2 separate regions of the Danio rerio genome follow, and region 2 is linked to region 1. Evidence: chromatin contacts called from public HiChIP or PLAC-seq data. All regions are on one chromosome and are shown on one strand. Each heading gives the region's core, a stretch centred on a gene start, on an enhancer-like site or on the middle of the called end of the contact. The rest is flanking DNA. Distances are from core to core; before and after follow the strand shown. Region 1 holds the start of zgc:113436. Region 2 holds the start of ncaph (non-SMC condensin I complex, subunit H).

Region 1 (6,564 bases), core at 2,900-5,399:
TATGTGTACGTACGTACATACGTACGTACGTACGTACGTACGGTTGAAGTCAGAATTATTCAACCGTAAACACAACCTTTGAAATATTATTTTTTAAAACATTTTAAGGTCAAAATTATTAGCCCCTTTAAGCTACATATTTTTTCAGAAAGTCTACAGAACAAACCATCTTTATACAATAACCTGCCTAATTACACATGCCTATTTTTTTTTTAACCCAATTAACCAAGTTAAGCCTTTAACTGTAACTTTAAGCTGTATAGGTGTGTCTTGAAAAATATCTAGTCAAATATTATTTACTGTCATCAAAGATCAAATAAATCAGTTATTATAAATGAGTATTAAAACTATTATGTTTAAAATCGTATCCATATTAAACAAAAATTGGGGGGGGGGGGGGGGGGGGATAAACAGGGAGGCTAATAATTAAGGGGGCTAATAATTCTCACTTTAACTGTATATATTAGTGGTCCACATAAACCACCAAAACAAGTACCTGCACACACAGCTTTGATTAAAAGGCCACTTGAGTATTCCCACTTTCTCTGCATTTACTATTTATGGATTCCTGTTTGAGTAAAAGTTGTAATAGGTTTATATATGTTATATATGATAAATATAAAATATGTATTTATTTCTTATACAATAAAACTGTTATTAACTTCAACCAAACACATTTTTAAATCCAGAACATTTTAAGATTTTCAAGTATATATAACATTTATTAAATACAGGTAAATCAATTAGATCTTGGATTTTAGAAGTCTTAAAAGAAGTTCATCCAAATGAAAATTCTGTTATTAATTACTCACACTTGTGTCATTTCAACCGCCTGAAACTTTTGTTCTTCAGAACACAGATTAAGATGTTTAGGTGAAATCTGAGAGTTTCCTCATTTTTGAGACTCATTTTTGTCGTGCACAATATTCTGACATAGAGGAGACTAAACTGTTGAATATATGTTTTATGAACTTATGTTTTATGTGTGCACAAAATTATTCTTTTAGGTTGATAATATTCAGGTTTAACCACTGAAGGCATATGATCTGTTTTTGCGAATTTGTTTTTTGTGGTATTTGTCTTAACCTTAAACTAGTCGGGAACCTTGCTGTCTATGGAGGATGATTTAGATTTTGCTCTCATCTAAAACATAATCATTTGTGTTCCAAGGATGAATGAAAGTCTCAGAGCCATTTGGAATGACATGATGGAAAATAATTAATAACATAATTAAACAATTCCTCAAGACTTTCCTGACAGGGATCTTGGACATGAATTTATTTTAAAAATACTCAGTGTTTCTTAACCCAGAAATGTTTTAATCATTACTTATTTTTCGACTATTGTTTGAAACTGTAATTCACAGCACCTGTCTCATGTCTCCGAAGAACAGGTTCCCCTCGGTGAAGTCTTTACCAAGTGATACATTGAGAGTGACTTCAGAATTGTCGTAATGATAGCTCAGATTCAAGTCTTCATGCATATCGTACTTGACCACGAAAGCCTTGTGACTGTCCAGACAGTTTCCTCCACAGTCACTGTAGAGCAGAGCAGTGAGTGGACGCAGATACACCTCCCTCAGTGGAGTGATGAAGCCCTCATCAAAGCCCAGCTCATTCAGAACAATCTGTTTCATTTACAAAGAAGCCAAATAACAATTATTATTATTGGCATACAACTAATAACAACCAGGCCAAGATTAGTCTAATGTGTGATTAGAATATCAGACTGAGGCACACAAGACACAGACATGCTGTGGTGTCTGCAGACTTACAAAGAAATAATAGTAACTTAAAATATAACTTAAAATAACGCTAATAATGGAATAAAGAATCTAAAAATAGTATAATATAATAATAAAAATAAACACTAAATAAAATGAAAAACTAACTATACCAGTAAATATACCTATAGACAGAATTATGAATGTGCAACTATAGAAAAGAATTATAGACTACTAAGAAATCCCCAGTTCCACTGTATTTACTGAATTATTTAGGTATGGCTTTGAGTAAAATATGAATATTTGTTTATTATGTAATGGCCTGGTATATTTTCTGTATATTTATTCAATGTAACAGTCTTTTAACAGCATTTATTAGTCAGTTCAACATTTACTAATGCACTATTAAAATCCATAGTTGTGTAAAAACATCAGTTAACACTTTAAATTACTATTTTTTCTTAAGAAGATTACGTTTAGAATAACAAATGTTTTTTGTGTGTTGTGGCTGAAAATCAGGGTTATTCCAACAAATATTGATGATAATTAGGAAAAACATACTTAAACCAACCTGCACCTATTAAGCTATATAAAATGTGATTATACTCAATTTTATTATTATATCTTAAATGATGGAAAACTTTCATCCAACTGCTGACAATTGGGTTGAAGTGGCTTGAAGGGTAACACTTTACAATAATGTTCCAGTAGTTCATGTTAGCTAATGTATGTACTAACATTAACTAAGAATGAACAGTACTTTTACAGCATGTATTAATCAGTTTAACATTTACTAATGCATTATTAAATTCCACAGTTGAGTAAAAACAATAGTTAATGCACTTTGAGTTAACAGTCAACAACTTTATTTTCACTACCTAATGTTAACAAAGGTGAATAAATAAGTAATAAATGTATTGTTTATGTTAATAAATATATTAACTAATAGAAAATAATTGTAAAGTGTAAGCAAAAAGAATAAAGTATCAAGAAAAAAACAACTAAATTATTATTTAGAGGCTGAACTATGATCTTTAAATTTAATATGTCATCAAATGTTCCTTGTTTTATTTAAGCCTAACAATATTTTATTATTATTTATTTGTGTTACACTAAATTATATTTTAGTGAGTGTCTCTTGCAAAGTCCTTGACCTTTATAATAAAACCTTTACCCCATAATTGTTCATGGTGTTCGGCCTGCCCTTGGGTGCATCCGACTGTTCAAAATGCTCCAGCTCTTCTAGAAGGTCCTTGCAGAATTCCTTTCGGAACACCTGGAACCGAAACACTCTCGAAGCTGCGAAATTTTCAGTAAACAGAATTAGTTAGCATGTGATTTTTCCTTCTTATTAATAAATTGGAACACGTGTAAAGCAGCAGCTCACCTGCCTCTGTCTGGATGAGTTTCAACAGTCCTTGCACATTTGCTTCACTTGAAGCACAATATTTGACCATCTCTAAAAGCTCTGGGGCTAAGAAAGATTCCTAGAGATGATAAATTATATTCCAGTAAGTCAGTGGACGACATAAATCACAGACTGCCCGTGTTGCTGATCATAAGTACCTGAAGATGATAAACATGTTGGTGTAGAGGTGTATAAATCTCCTTGATGACAGCTGCTCTCTCTGTAGATTTCAATTTATGATTTTGGCGTCTTTCGATTTCTGCCTGAATCTATAAATACACGAGTGAGTGAATAACCGCTCTCTGACAGCCTTGATCTTCATCGTTATCGCTGTTCTCGAGAGCACACTTATTACTCACCTTTCCGATCACGTCTCTGAATTGGGATTCAGACTCACAACCCAGGGATCTGAGGATCTTAAGCAAATGTCAGCGAAGTTCAGACGGAATTGGCAAACTGTTTAACATGAAGACATGAGCCCGTCTTGCTGTAAATTACTTACATTTTGATAGTCCTTCCTAAACTGGTTCTCTGAGACGAAACGAACATGAAGTTTGTATTCTTCAAGAAAAATATTGTCTGTGAAAAAGCAACTGCATGTGTAAAATCTCTCCATGGCGTATATTATAAGTCAAATAACACACTGTTATACATTTATACAGACTTAATATGTATGATTTGTGTTTTTAAAATATTTTAAAGGCAATGAAAACACATTATGACCAGAATGGTTGAACTGTCAATCTGTTTAGAGCTCCGCACGCTTATGTGATTGTTTTGGAACAACCCAAAATTGTGTCCGTAGAGAAACAAAAAGCTTCGCTCATTTAACATAGGATTTATATCGTCAGCTTTAATAATTGTTCACTTCTATATGAGTGGAACTATTCTATGCATATTTAGTCATTAGTTCGTATCTGAAAAAGCGCAATAAATTAACGCACAGTGATAAAACATTTGTTATGTTTACTTCCTGGTACGCCATCCAATTTCTTCCGTCCTACTGTTGTTGTGTGCACTTTATGTTGAAGAGGGAGCTCTTTCAGAAACACGTTTTCAATGTCCCCAGTATTAGTGTGTATGTAGTTTTGAATTTGAAATTGGAGGATTATCTGTCTGTTATGTATTTAAAGCCCGGGACCGTGTGTTCGCAGCACAATGTTGAGTGTGGACTCGTTGCCAGTGGCCGAAGAGGAGGTTGTGGAGTCCAGCTCAAACAGACTGGGGGACATTTACACTTTTGTTGCCGAGGGCTGTTATCCTCAAACTATGAATCCTATTCGCAAGAAAAATCTCAAAAGATACGCTCAGAAGTTTATTATTGACGGTAAGTACTAAACGAGTACATTCAGTATTCGGTGGTTATATATGGGTCAGAGATTAAACAAACGTTTTTCATTCATTAATGCTGTAAAAGCAATGTAGATTTAACATGTTTACCGTAGTGTAGAATGTGTCCTGTTGTTTATCTCATCAAAACATAATCATACATGTTTATCATGATTTAGAGAAGATTAAAATGATTTTAAAGTGTCATTAAGAATATCAGTAGTTTAAAGCCATACAATATTTTCAGGGAACAAGAATCATTTGATGAAATATTAGGAGATTTAAACCTTTTCATTTGCCACTAAAATTTCAAGGTTCTGTCAGTAAGAAGGTTTTTACTGAGAGACTGAACTGGAGTTTATTTATGACACAGTAACTATCAACTGTGTATTAGTTTGCATTATGGTATATCTTAATGCAGTTTCAGTACTAGTGTGTAAAACACTTTTCCATGCAATTGTTAACCTTGCCATTGTGCTGGATGCCTTTATTTAATACCCAAATTAAATAAAGAAACCAGAATCCTCTCTTGGCTATATTTCTTAGCTAGAGTTTTGTTTAGGACCATATTTTGTAATGTTGTTCAAGAAATAAATTAGATTCATACCTTACCACACAAGGTATCTTGAACTTACATAAAGTTGGTTTTATATTTGCACATTCAGTCTTTCTCATCAATAATATAATCTCCAAAAATTATGAATTAAAAATTCTAAATATTGAAATCATCCTAGCAGCCAACAACCATTAAAGTGCAACAGTCTTTAGTGTTTTGAAGTCATACTTGCATGAGATTTCAGTCTGAATATTCAAAGCACCATGCTAAACAATGTATGGAGATGTCACTGAACGAATGTGTGAATATAAAACAAACTTCACCTAAGTGTATCTTGATGGGTTCTGCAAATGAAGCCAATGTCCACTCCAGTGAAGAAAATTAATAAAATACAACTTTATTAATAAACAAATCCAGTGAAAAGGTAGAATAAAAACAATCACAATCACAATAACAAAACAAAATCCTTTACAATATTCTCCACTGAGAATAAATTGGCCTAAGACATTCAGTATATAGAAGTCAGTTAAACGTGCCGCTGTTCTCTATGCTCTAGCTTTTAATACAGTATTCAATCCTTGAATACAGGTGTGTTTTTAATGTTTTAAGATATCAGTGTTTTATATACTTGAGGATATCTGTTAATACATAGAATAAATCAGTTTTTGTTTTATCTCTAATGTGAGAGACTTGAATTAAAACATGGCAAAGCATTTCTTCTATTTCAACAGCATTAGGGCAGTCTTTCAGGAGTCTTGTCCTCCAAGGACAATGCTTCTAGTTGTGATTTTAATAGTTTGTCAGAAGTGTCATCTGGACCATTTCCTCCTTTATGGTCAGCATAATATTTAGCAGAAAATGCCCTTGTCCTCTTCGAACTCTGTCAAGGCACCTTTGTCCTCTTTTATGTTTCCTCTTATTGCTAATAGCTGTTTTTGTAAGCATAGGAATACTTGAATATGTAAGTTAGTTTTAGTGTCTTTTACAATTAATGTCATTAAACCATCCACACACTGCATCATAAAAAAAGATTTTCACCAAAATAGTGAATGTCTTTCTGAGTACTGTAAAATACTCAAAAATGTGTCTGTAAATGTTTTCAAACCATTTGATTTGATTTACCAAAGTCACACAAGTGAAAATCTTACATCTGCAACATCCATAACAAAGTTTTTTTTTCTCATAAATGCAAAAATATACAATAAAATAATTAGTTTTTGTTCTTTAGAGAGCCAACTCTTATCCTTTTGATTAATATTATTTATGTTGGGTTGTGCAGTTTAATTCAGAGAATTCCTACAAAATGCGTTGTATAATATAAACTCGCATACTTCTTGGTTACATCCATAATGCATGTTTAATTCTCTCATTTAAAATATAAAACACGCTTACAGATTGATGTTTTTCCGATCCCTTAACTCTGATAAGTTGTTTTAAAAAATAGAAAGTGATGTTTTAATAAACTGGTAACATATGAGCAATTCAGTGCAAATGTCAACCTTGCCATGAAAAAAAATTTCAGTTTTCAAAAAATCCCAGAAACAGTTT
Region 2 (6,564 bases), core at 2,677-5,176, 220 kb before region 1:
CTCAATGGGAGTTGTTCGTGGAGCTGCTGCTGACTGCCTGGAGCTCAGAGTCTGACATATTTAAAGATGTGCTACCCTTACACATAACCTGCTGATTTATCCATGTTCTCGCTTGAAAAAACTCTTAAAACTTGATTTTGGGTCATAATTCATAAGTATTTTGCAGATATTCCATATGCCATTAACTGTCCTCATCTGTTTCCTGTGCAGCACATGTGAGTTGGTAGTAAAAATGTTTGGGAGAAGCATATTTATTTCAAACTGTGATTGAAACTGACTGGAACTACCTGTGGGCTTCAACGAAAATAATGCACACCCTACAGCCAATCAGAATCAAGACCTTCAACAGAACATGGAATAAGACAATTTATATCATATGACCTAAATAAAAAAAGTATCATTTCATATATAAATACAATATATATCCAATAATATTTTTCCATTTATGATTGCAATATTACACACAATTAAGGAAATCTTGTAAATACAATGTTTACATATTTATTTAGCCATATTTTCAATTTTTATGTTCAACCTGTAATCGTTTATTATAATAAAATTTTGAAAAGCATTTTACATTTTAATAGTTTTTAAATTTCCACATTTTTAATCAAACATTTGCCCAAAAGTTCTAAATAAAGCGAGAAATATGATCACATGAGATAATTTGAGTATATACTTTATCAAATTTAAATAGAAATAGTCCTTTACATGTGGTGAATAAAAATATATTAGAATATAATACTATATACTAATACTATATAATACTAAATTTATATAAATTTAACCACTGTTATATATTACTTTCTAAAATAATTTATTAAATGCAGCCTTCATAAAGATACCACCTCCACTGATATTTTAAAAATATTACCCTATCCCTATTTTTTTTTTAATGCCAAAAATGTTTTTAAATGGTAGTGGATTTCAGGTTACACTTTAAATGTTCATGAAATGTGTCTCACCTGCTCAGGAGTCCATCTAGTAAAAGAGAAATCCTCTAAGGATGGACAAATTGGCCTGTCTTCTAGTGTCTTTAAGTGACCTGGAAGTTTCAAAGACAACATTGTTTATTCACACTGTCAAATAGCTCAGTGTACCTGCAACTCACCAAACAAACAGAAATATTTAGGAATAGGGCTTACAAAAACAAAGAGCAAATTGACTCGAGACTTAAAACTGACTGTAACATGCAAACAGGTTTACCTGTAAACGGTGATGCAGGAACATTCTGATGGGACACCTGCACAGGAGGAAGCTGTGACTTCAGTAAGGTCATATGTGAAGGAAAGCGCAGCTCACAGCAACTGTCCTCACTGAACAGCACAGAGAGAAAGACTCCCGCTGTACTGTTCTCATCAAAGGAAGCAGCCATACGCTGAAACATGGGATCAACCTGCACAAAAATGTGTTTTAGTAGGTTATAACACCTTACAACAAAACTACTTGGAGTCCTCACATTAAAAGTCAGCTTAAAACATCAAGGAAAAACAAAGGGGGTGGAAGAACACTTTGCATTATATACTAGCAAATCTCAAAATGCTTGATAGGAATATGGTTAAAAATAAATCAAAATTCACACATGTAAATGCATGAATATAAATACTTATTCGAGTCTGCAATACAATAAGTATATTGTTCTTTTAAATGCATCTTGAATAATAAACAGTTTCAAATTTGAAGTTAAGATGCAAAAACTTCTAATGGTGTCTGAAATGTTCCTCTTAAATAAGCATTTTTCTCAGCCTCCTGTGTTCATGTTCAGTTATTTCCCTTTAAAGGCAATGAAAATAACATTATTTGCTCTAACAACAAAATTACTGAACCTACACACAATAACCGGAGAAAAAAAAAAAAGACTAATTTTTGTGGGAAAAAATCCTATGGCACTTAAGAGGTTTTTGCATCTGAACTCTTAATTTGTATGTACTTTTTTTTTTAAATGTGGAAATATTTCTTGAACAAAGAGGCACATGAGAATGTGATTATGACCACATAATCATACAACATATATTGCATAGCCCAGCTCTAATCTGCATTGTAACAATAAATGATGCCAATCTTATTGACATTGGATATTGTTTACCTCACACTTCATCTCAGATTCAGAGAGATTGATATTACTGAGATTCTGCTCCACTGTCTTCTTCGGAGGTCTTTTCTTAGTCTGTTTTGCAGCCACCTGCTCTCCCTGAGAGCCCTCGGCTGCCTCAGTCTCATCATCACCATCCTGACCTGAAAAAAGATGAGAATATAGTAGTACTGTGCAGAGCCCTGGGAATGTATGACACCACTCATCTACCATCAAGACGATGATCACCTAACCCTTTCTGACCGAGAGCAAATTTCATTTAAGCTTTCATAACACGCCAGCAGACCCATGTCTTGAATAACTACTCACTTTCTTTTGGTTTGGTCTCCGAACCCAAACCTCCCAGGACTCTGTAAGCATCAGCATGGACAGCATCCACCCTCACCGCATAGATTTTCGTGCTGGCATCCAGAGTGCCTGCTGCAACCTAGATCAACAAACACATTTGCAATATTATCGTTTAAAATAATCCACAATATTTTTGTAAAGTAGCTCCAGTACAAATGTGGAGAGTTTGTACCTTGAAGTTTAGCTCAGAGTCTTTCTCCTTGAGAATGTCTGCCATGTAATCGATGAGATGCAGACCAAATGCATTCTTTGTGGTAATTTTCTGCACAGGTAAAAGTGAAAAATTAACAGCTGTGTAACATTACAGACGCCTACAAAGCAGAGAAAATACATGGCTGCAGTGCATTCATAAATGTAAACTCACGTTTTCAGTGGAAAGCTTGATGCAGGTTGAATAATGTTCAGATATCTGTGCTGAGGACAGCTTAGGGACAGCAGCAGGTGTTCCTGCAGAGCTACAGTGAAGACAAATACATCTGTCTGTTGCATGCATTCTTTTATTTACACGTTTAGCAGCAGAAATCATGAAGATACATTGTTTACAATTTATATTGAGTAATATATTTTTAAGTTTTTGTTTAACCAGTAATCATTTATTTTAATCTTTTTTCCAAAAAGTGCTTTATATTTCAATACGATGACAGCTTTGGGACAGCAGCAGGTGTGCCTGTAGAGCTACAGTGAAGACAAATACACGTATGTGAAGTTGTATTGCTGTCTTTAATGTACATATTTTGCAGCAGGAAACGTAGGTTTTAATCTACCTGTGGGTACCGGCCTCATTAATGGACGAGTCGTTCACTCCGTGAAGGTCGATGACTCTGGACCTGCGTCTTTGACGTCTCTCCTGCTCATCGTCGTTTCCCTGAATGTTGTCCAGCAGAGGTGTGCTGGTGGTGGACAGTGCGGCTTTGTGGCCCAGTGCCGGAGAGGACCACTGCCGTTGCCGGGCGGTCGGGGTACTAAATGCGCTCATAACGAAACTGTGAAGTAATTGTGGTTTTATTAAAGTTGTATCCATTCACTACTATGCATTTTTCCTAGGCTTAACTTTAACAGTTAACGTACTTCCTCACAGTTTTCATAACAATAACAACATTTAATGTTGTCTGCTTAAACTGTATTAATGCATAGATATTAATGTTACAAAAAGCATGTTTATAACCCCATTTTCTGTTTCCCCGGAGCGAAATTCATACCTTACTAGAAACCTAAGTTTCAGTATGCAGTAAAGTTATTGCACTGTATGGGCTCCTGCTAGCTAGCGCATCTATGGCTAACGTTAGCGCTAACGTTAAACACGCTTCAATCAAAACAATCACATTTAAATCGGTGGTTTTGAAAGCGTACATAAAAAAGTACAAAAAACTAACGTTTAAGTTACCTGCGACGAACTGATGATTTTTAAGCTGTTTAAATGAATCCAGAGACTCCAGACTTTCTTTTTCCTTCTCTTCAGAAGACCATTTGAAATTTAGCGCCGAACGGTTACACGCGTCATCAGTGATGTCATATGTAGGGACGACGTAAAACGTCACATTGTGCGTGCTCTTTATTTTGATATTATACATCTATATTATATCTAAATTATTACGTGTAGAATTATGATAATACTACTATTAACATTGATAATAATTATTATATTATTTCATATGGCAGCACGATGGCGTAGTGGGTAGCACAATCGCATCACAGCAAGAAGGTCGCTGGTTCGAGCCGGGTTTTGCAGGGTCAGTTGGCATTTCTGTGTGGAGTTTGTATGTTCTCCCCGTGTTCGCGTGGGTTTCCTCCGGGTGCTCCGGTTTCCCCCAGTAGTCCAAAAACATGTATAGGTGAATTGGGTAAACAAACGTTAAATTGTCCGTAGTGTAACTTATGTGTGAATAAGGGTGTATGGATATTTCCCACTGATGGGTTGCAGCTGGATGGGCATCCGCACCGTAAAACATATGGTAGATAAGTTGGTGGTTCATTCCGCTGTGGCGACCCCAAATTAAAGTGTCTAATTCGAAAAGAAAATGAATGAATTATATCTTATCATATTAAAACTATATATTTATATAAATTTCTATAATTATATATCGACTCTTTGTTTTCTACTTTTTAATATCGCTTTTTTATTTAAAATGTTAAAGGATTCTATATGAAGTCGTTAATAAATACAATGTGTTGCTGCCAGTCTTTGTAACAAACTTCTCTTGACCGAAAAACAAACACAAAGATGGATTACTCAACTCGTTGTCCACTAGATGGCAGTAAAATAACAGAAGCTGTTTATCCATTTTACGTCGTAGTCGCAACCAAACAGAGTGATTTGAATGTCAACGCATAAATAATAAACAAGAGAACACGCATCTAACCTTAATCCCTGCTGACAGTCTCGCTCTTCCTGCAGGTAATCTAGTTAATTACTTTCCCTTTTAAGTTCAGAGTAGGAGCAATGTTTAGAGAGAAACGCACATGTTTGTTTGATTCTTGTATCATTTAGAAAGCATCATGTTCTCATACTTGGGAAAAGACGTTTAATTTTGTGCTGCATTATAGCATCAAGGAATGAAGATGCTTGTTGGAGTGTTTAACACTGCTGAAGTGACCACAAGAGTTTCATTTTAAAATGACAGCTGTGTTATGATGATAAACATGAAATGGAGTTTATTTAATCTCCTTATTGGTTATGGGATAAAAGTTCTTATATTAAACACCACAGTGCATAAAAGAAGTTCATCTAAGTCCCTACTTATTTTGCACCTTGAGCTCTGAATTTGGAATCCCAGCTGTATAAGAGGAAAATACCAGCAGTCTGGTTATTTTAAATGGATAGCTTCAGGATTACGAACCATCAACAGAGAATATCCTCCTCTGCAAGTGGAAAACCAAACAGGCCGAAGAAGGAAAACGTGTGTACATGGCCAATGTATATCATTAACCATGGCATATAGCCGCACAAATACACACATACACACATTAAATGTCAGTGAGACTAGCTGGCGGGGATGATCGTGAATGAATTTGCTGATAATACAGCTGAATGGGCCCACTGACCGCAATATAAGCACATAAACACCTCCACATTGAGAGTTAATGCTGATTTAGCTTTTCTTCCCTGTCTTGTATCTTCTGACTCACTGTCCTTTTTGCTTTCTTAGTCGTTCCTTTTCCTTGATATATAGTGTGAATTATCCTTTTAAACTCTTTTTTTCTCGCACCTGTGAGTTACAGTGGCTTATGAGTCTAATTTTGACCTTAAAAAACAGATGTAAATAAAAGCAAAGCAAAAGCTGTTGGTGACAACATGCCACAGAGACACAACTCGTGCAGTCCCGCAGATAAAGATACTCATTGATTTTATTTGAATAGCTGGAGGAAATGTGCCTCAAGGTCTTTCCTTTCTGACTTGACCTCTGGTCAGCAGTTGTGATTGACATTAGCATTCATTATACTGCATATGTGGCCAAAGTAAATCTCTAAGGATGCGTAGAGCTAATGTATTACTGCAGGAGCTGATAATGAGACCTCAAAAGATTTACAGAGGAAATCAAGGCCAACATGGATTTTTTTTTTTTATGCAGTGTTGAAATGTTGTCACTTCAAAGTGACAGAAACAACTTAAAGGCAGTCACAGCAGGTAGGAGGAGAAGATGAAGGCCTTGAACTACCACGAAGCAGCAGGCAGGATTTTTTATTTATTTATATATATACACGGCATACTATTCTAGTGGAGTAAGCCTGTGGTTAAAGGTGAGAACAGAAGGGGAGATATTTCAGAATTGTGTACGATGGGCATCGTCCTGTTGTGACTCAGCCGTCAGTTAGCCCAGGAATTAAAGCGAGATGGCCTTGAGTCTGGTATTTGCTGTCTTTTGCTATTTGAAGTCTAAATCAAATTAAATAACTTATATTCAGTGTTAAACCTGTCATAATATTTTAACATGGCTTGCTTAACCTTGTCCGCAGTGCAAATGATTTATAAACACTGACACACTGTCCAGTTTGCAGCCAGAAAGATGAAAACATAAGCTTAGCTGCAAACCTTATATTAATTATAGCACAATACGGCTGTTTATTCTGGCATTAGTCATTTCCTAAACAGCAATTTCCTGCTGTCTCACCATATGCACTTTTTT

The links. HiChIP or PLAC-seq counts read pairs in DNA pulled down with a chosen protein or histone mark.
Region 2: a contact with region 1 is called in an H3K4me3 HiChIP or PLAC-seq map of embryo, with 6 times the contacts expected there. The contact joins the promoter of ncaph here to the promoter of zgc:113436 in region 1. A contact is called at or near these places in 1 of 18 Hi-C or Micro-C datasets (hematopoietic stem cells) and 1 of 4 datasets of contacts at active chromatin or transcription factors (embryo).

The regions. Positions count from the first base shown.
Region 1 is chr5:28,646,557-28,653,120 of GRCz12tu, reverse strand. zgc:113436 reads left to right here and starts at 4,149. Exons shown (of 8, transcript NM_001327894.1): 1 at 4,149-4,458. ogfod2 (2-oxoglutarate and iron-dependent oxygenase domain containing 2) reads right to left here and starts at 3,884. Exons shown (of 7, transcript NM_001320174.1): 1 at 3,634-3,884; 2 at 3,491-3,547; 3 at 3,290-3,400; 4 at 3,111-3,210; 5 at 2,898-3,022; 6 at 1,370-1,627. The coding sequence starts at 3,747.
Region 2 is chr5:28,865,182-28,871,745 of GRCz12tu, reverse strand. ncaph (non-SMC condensin I complex, subunit H) reads right to left here and starts at 3,926. Exons shown (of 18, transcript NM_001080196.1): 1 at 3,825-3,926; 2 at 3,205-3,423; 3 at 2,805-2,895; 4 at 2,613-2,702; 5 at 2,402-2,519; 6 at 2,087-2,235; 7 at 1,207-1,396; 8 at 966-1,045. The coding sequence starts at 3,416. LOC141385822 (a long non-coding RNA gene) reads left to right here and starts at 4,685. Exons shown (of 12, transcript XR_012406893.1): 1 at 4,685-4,835.